Linked DNA regions of Anser cygnoides: region 2 is linked to region 1. The links are chromatin contacts, called in public Hi-C maps. All regions are on one chromosome and are shown on one strand. Each heading gives the region's core, a stretch centred on a gene start, on an enhancer-like site or on the middle of the called end of the contact. The rest is flanking DNA. Distances are from core to core; before and after follow the strand shown. Region 1 holds the start of SLC44A1 (solute carrier family 44 member 1). Region 2 holds the start of TMEM38B (transmembrane protein 38B).

The links. A called contact is a pair of places that touch in the nucleus more often than the background predicts.
Region 2: a Hi-C map of liver shows a contact between it and region 1, with 2.0 times the contacts expected there. The contact joins the promoter of TMEM38B here to the promoter of SLC44A1 in region 1. A contact is called at or near these places in 2 of 7 Hi-C or Micro-C datasets (granulosa cells and liver).

What each region holds. Positions count from the first base shown.
Region 1 is chrZ:33,312,585-33,315,730 of Taihu_goose_T2T_genome, reverse strand. It overlaps SLC44A1 (solute carrier family 44 member 1), which reads right to left and starts at 1,525. Exons shown (of 16, transcript XM_066987878.1): 1 at 1,243-1,525. The coding sequence starts at 1,269.
Region 2 is chrZ:33,501,076-33,504,221 of Taihu_goose_T2T_genome, reverse strand. TMEM38B (transmembrane protein 38B) reads right to left here and starts at 1,568. Exons shown (of 6, transcript XM_048051491.2): 1 at 1,364-1,568. The coding sequence starts at 1,469.

The DNA.
Region 1 (3,146 bases), core at 276-2,775:
GCCAGACGAAACTGTTGCTGGTGAAATATTCAGCAACCACCTTTTGATTTGGATTTCCTGAGGAAATGCACAATTGCTCACGGTTAAGGAATTAAACAGTCAACCACTGTTTATAGCTCAGTTACATATACGGGGTGCTGAGGTGAATTACTGTACCACATCTCGCCACACACAGGGAAAGCAAATGAAAGGTTCGGCAGCATACTATTAACATCACGAGATCTGGCAGGGGAGCGCAAATTTCACTGGAAAACAAGATCAGTTACATGAAACCTCTGAACAGGACTGACACTGAAAACATCTAATCCTCTATTTTTCCTGCTTTTGGTGTAGCGTCGCCCACAAACAAGCCTGCTTTTTCCTTTAAGAGCAGAACGGAACAGGGCACGGCAATTCGGATTGACGAAGAACACCCAGAACGGGCCTATTAAACACTCACGAAAAGCAATCTGGGTGGGAAATCGCGGAAAACAAGGTCGGAAAGGACTTCAAAACATCGCTTGCAAACATCAAACTCGCTCGCGGTGCTCCAAGTCTGCACCGGCTTCACTTGCGGCGCTCCTGACAGCTGTTTGCTGCCGTGCTTCCAGCAGACCTCCGCGGCACCGACCCCACGGGCTCCCCCCGGCAGCCTGCTGCTGCAGTGGCCTGACAGTTCCCAAATCCCCTCCTCGCATTTGGGGGGAACGAAATCCCTCTGCAACTCGGACCCCTTTTATCCCTATCCCCCCCCACCCCCCAACAGGCTCATTGCCTGCCTTTTGCAGCGCTGCCGTGCGGGAAGGACGTCCACCGGACAGCTCTCTGCAGCGTTTTGCACGGGAAGGACGGAGCCCTCGTTAAAAATAAATAAATAAATAAATAAATAAATAAATAAACAAACAAGAAGGAAAGGAAGAAAGCCCCCGTCTGAAGGGCTGGCTTGCAAAAAGTCATCCCTGTGATGAGTCATCTGGGACAGCGGGCGGACTTTTCCCCCCCCTTCGAAGCTGGGAAGGGGGGGGGGGGGGGGATCCGGATCCGGCGACCACAAGCGACACCGCCGAGGGGAAACTGCGCTCGGCAGGGCACACGGCCGGGGGGGGGGGGGGCTGGTCCCTCGCGGAGCCTCGGGAAAGGGGCAGGGCGGGGGGGGGGTGAATAAATAAATGAAGAGCGAGGGGCCGGCATGGCGTTAAGGGGGGGGGGGGACGGGGTAAAGGGGAACACGGGGACAAGGGGGCAGGGGGACGAGGCTCTCACCTGCGCGGCGGAGCTGCAGCAGCCCATGGCGTCCCCGCGTCCCCGCCCCGGCGGTGCCCGCTAGGCGCCAGGCGGCGGCGGGCAGGCGCTGGGCATCCACCCGGCGGCACGGCCCGCCCCGGGGCGGTGGTGTTTGTGTGGCGGTGTGTGGTGGCGGTGGCGGTGGCGGCGGGGACGAGGCGGCGCTGCGCAGCCGCGGGGCCGGGCACCGGAGCGCGGACACGGCACCGGCTCCGCCGCGGCGCCCCCCCCAGAGCCTCCCCCAGCGGCGGCGGCGGCCGCGGTTGAGGGGCGGGGCTTGAGGAGGGAGGCGTGGCTTGTGGGGAGGGGGTGGGGTTTAGAGGGGAGGGCGGGGCTTGGGCCGGGGCCGGCGCGCCGCAGCGCGGGGGGTACCTGCGCCAGCGGCCAGCACCGCCTCCGCTTCCCGCGCGGCCGGCGGCTTCCGGTGGCGCAGGCTCGTCTGCCCGGCTGCCCTGTTGCCATGGCAACAGCGGGCGCAGGCCTCGCCTCTCCCCCCCCTCCCCGCTCCCCGTTTCTCCCTCTCCGCCCGGCCCCGTCTCCCTGTGGCCGCACGGCGGGGCAGCCAGCCCCCTGAAATGGCGGTCCCGAGCGGCGGGGGTGGGGGTGGGGGTGGGGGTGGGGGGGGGGGGGGGTGGGGGAGCGGCGGGGGTGCTGGTGGTGCTGGTGGTGCTGGTGGTGCTGGTGGTGGTGGTGCTGGTGGTGGTGGTGCTGGTGGTGGTGGTGGTGGTGGTGGTGGTGGTGGTGGTGGCGGCGGCGGCAGCAGGAGGTGTGCGTGTGCTTCACCCCTGCGTTGGCAGCTGGTTGCCCTGTGTTTGCGAACCCGGCGTGGGCAAGTGGCTTTAGCCTTCCCCCCGCCCCGGCACGGGTTTCGGGGGCGGTTGTTTTGAAGTGCCTGCCCCCGTGGTGCTGTGGAGAGTTGGGCTCGGGAACGCGTTAGGGCGATGAGAACCGCGTTAGGGTGGCGGGAACCACATCAGGGCAACGCAAAGCATGTTAGGACAATTGTGAACCACATCAGGACGTTTCGAACCACATCAGGACCATGTGAACCACATAAAGACAATGCAAACCGGATTAGGACGGTGTCTGATGTATCGATAACACATAAATTCAGGCTTCAGGTGTAGGCTGGACCACAGCTGTAAACCACATGGTTAGCAAGCACCTGAAAGCTTTTGAACTAGGTCAGGCCTTGTAGTCATTAATGGCGGCAAAGGCAACAGCTTTCCTCAGAATGAAACGCCGTTCACCTTGGAACCTCACAGCCCCCCAAAAGATAAGTTTATGTGGCCCAGGAGTTTTATCCAAAGGTGGCCCGAATACATTAGGAGACTCCAAATTTTAAAATGTTTTGCTGAATCTTTGCAGCGGGTTTAATTCAATCAGTACAATAGGCGATCCATGAGTAGGAATAACACCATATTGGTGTCAGTTTAAAATGATCCTTTGACAGGCAGAATGAGGCAAAAGAGGCCTTGTGACTAGAGAAGGAGTCTAGTTTAAGAGGTTTCCAAAATAGAACTAAAACTGGCATGTGGGTGAGTTGTGAATCATAAGTCTTTTTTAGCTCTTCCTCAATGGCAAATAACATCACTTTCGCAATTTTCACTTTGGACTTTATAACACTTGGGCTAAAATATCTTTTTACCACTTGTACACGCCCTGGCATTATTTTCGGTCGCTCTGCCAGATTCTATCCAAATATTTCTGTTGTGTTTGAAAGTATGACCATCAAAGAACTGTTCCGCAGGAACGCGCTCTAGGAGGCATGTGCCTTTTGTGGCTGACACTGGGACAGGTAACAAGAAACCCCTAGACACTCCTTGTGCGTCTTGGGACATGTCACTTTAGTTTCTTTGTTCCTCAGTATTGCCGTTTGTAAA
Region 2 (3,146 bases), core at 319-2,818, 190 kb before region 1:
TCCAGCTACTAAGATGACAAGGAAAAAAAAGAACAAAATAAAGAAATCAACAGACTTCTGACAGACCTTCCACTGTCCCAAAGTGTAGTCTCACTAACGCTGTGCTACACTCCGCATCAGCAAAGTAGACTAATTCCTCCCATCCCAGTCCTCAAATCTGCGTCCACTTCAGAAGAAAGTTTAAAGGCGGTGCATTATAATGTCAAATACCTCTGGACAGAAAGCCTCTTCTCAAATGGAAGAGTTGTATTACACAATGTCTCATGTCAGCAACCAGAAGCAATTTTAGTAGTAGTAACAAGATCTGTTGAAGATGCCAGCATACATAAACATTTTGTATCAGCCTTTACAATTTGCCAAGTGCACTTACTCAGCAGGAAGTAAAAATTCACCTTGGCACATTTAAGAAGTGACCAAAGAATAAGCTCTCACCAAACAGAGTGCTGAGCCTTAAAAATCTGAAGCAAGCAGAAACTCCCAAATCTGCTCTATAATCCCAAAAGCCAGTTTAGTCTCCTACACAGTCACCAGCTGGGATGCAACGTTACCACAATTGTCCAAAGTCAATCCACAAGTAGCTACTCTAAACACCAAAATGATGCTCGTCTCCATACTTATGACAACTAGAACTAGGTTTGGGGCTAACAAAGACAGTGGAAAAGATTTTCTGGGGCAGAGCAAGTAGAGATTGAAGTAGAGAAGTGTCACTGTGCGCACTCATACAGCTCCCAAAACACTGGCAGCGAAAGGCTTTCCTAGCTTAACTGTACAAGCTATGAGTACAACGTGAAGTCACAAACTAGAACACACCCAGCCCATTACAATCCTGTGGCAGGTTTCCTACCAGACATAATTTCCTGAGCACCTTTCTGCTTAACCAGGACTCGAGAGGGATATAAGGAGGCGACCAGAGTTGCTCCTTGCACCCCTGTAATGGTGCCTGGCAGCAAGGTGCCAGCCTGCCACCTTCCCTCCACGCAAAAACCTGATTTCAGAGGTTTCAGCCCTTTTATTTTTGGGACGTTTTAAGCCTTCCACCGTGATAAGGTCTTCAGCAGCCGCTCGGGCTGGCTTCCCCTGTGCCCCTACTGAGGAGGCAGGAGGAACTCGGCTGGACACAGCCAACATTTACATACGGGTGGCTTCACCTGGACCGCAGGAGACCTTATTTCCACGCTGAAAGAAGAAAAAATGGAGGGGGGGGGGGGGGGGGAAGCAGACCCTTGGAGTGTCTCAGTCCCCCTCCAGGCCAGCCCAACCCACCCCTGTCCCCGCGGGCAGCCCCCCGCCATTTCGCGCGGCGGCTCCGGCTCCGCCTCGCCTGGCCTGGCCCCGCCTGGCCCCGGCAGCCTTCCCCGCTCACCCCGCTGCTCCTTCAGCGCCATGACGGAGGCCACGTAGTGCGCCATGTCGAAGAAGGGGAACATGGGCAGGCGGGAGAAGGCCAGCGGCACCTGCCCCAGCTCCATGGCGCCCGCGGGGCAGCCTGGGCCTCTGCCGGCGCCGTGCGAGAGGGGAGGCGCGGCGGTGCCCGGCGAGCTGCCCGCCCCCGCGCCGGGCTGCAACTGGCTGCTGCCTCCGGGCTACCCCCGCTGTCCCCTCCCCGCTGGCCGGGCTCCGCGGCTCTCCCCGCAGGCCTGCGGGGCGCTGCCAGGCCCGCCTGCAGGCACAGGCCACGTTTGGAGCTGAGCCGGGAGGGACTCGGTGAAAGCCTCTCCTTCGGGGGCCAGGTCACGGCCAGCAGCAGCCGCACCGTTCCCGGTGGGCAAATCTGCCTGTGCCGACAGGTATAAGGAGGGTCTGTGCCTCCCCTGGATGCTCTTTTTCAGCACTTTCTGCTAGAAGATGTTTCCCAAAAATCCACTCATTCAGTGCATATTGAAGTCCTGACTTATCCTGTCAGCTTTGAATGGGGTATAAAGCTGATTGCTTTCCTCTTTTATAGTCATGTTCTGCCAACTTGAATGCTGTCTCTGTTAAGTCTCTCCTTTGCCTTTTTTACAGCATCATGGTATTTCTGCTCCACGATCAGCTTGTGATGGGTTTTAGTCCCCAAGGCCTTTTCTACACTACTCCTTATTCCCTACCACAGATCCAGACAGGTACAGGTCACTGTACTTAACTGGTATAAGTGTGATACCTTGCTTTTTCCCTTTTTTCTCTCTCCTTTTTTGTTGTTTAGTTCATCAAGAGTACTTAGAACTACAGTCCTGTCCTCCAGCCTGTGGTCTTTCTCAGGTTAATGTCATCAATCATCACCTGCCTAATAATTACCAAGAGTGTTGACATATCCCTGATCCCAGTCACACCTTAGCAGAAACCCTTTTTAATACATGCATTCATTTTGATAGTGAAACCCGTTGTTAGCTGTTTTATTTTCTAAAAGTGGATTTCTAACCAGTTTTGCATTACAGTATAAAAATGAAAACAACAACAAAACTGTTCATGAGCTTCCCAAGTGAAATGTTATCAAAAACTTCTGCCTTCAAGATACACAGCATCTTCGTTGTCCACCAGACTGGCTAACTTGTGATAGAAGGCAATTACATTGAGGTGAAGCTGTTCTTCACAGACCTATGTCAAGGATTATTGGCCTTCTTATTTTTTTAAGTGAGTTAACTCTTTTTTTTTTTTTTTTCCTCTGACAATCCAACTTAAGTTTAGTGGTTTATGATTCTTTTGACATTCTTCCAATTACAGGAAAGCACCATTTTTGTCTTTGTATTTGATTTCCACAAGCTACTAAAGAGGAGAGTTAATGGCTCTAAAATTGACACACTGTATGAAATCAAGCTAAGCAATCTGAAAACATGTATGTTCAGCTGGTGCTCTCAAACTGGTTCTTTCCCTACTAAGAACTAAGTTCAACAAATAACTGGAATGACTGTTGGTCCATTTTTAGAGAAATGTTTATGCAGGAAAGGAGAGCAAACACCTAAACTATCCCTAAAATAACAGTCCTGCTCTGTGAAAAGTAAGCCATTCCTTTCTTTGTTTTTCTTCTTATGAGTACCATATATACAGAATAAGTTCTCTTTACTCACAATGCTTCATCCTCTCTGTTTGTCCAGTGACTCATTTTCTCATTAATGCTTATACCATATGATTATGCCTAGTTTCTGCTTTCTGGACATTTTCATTTTGCA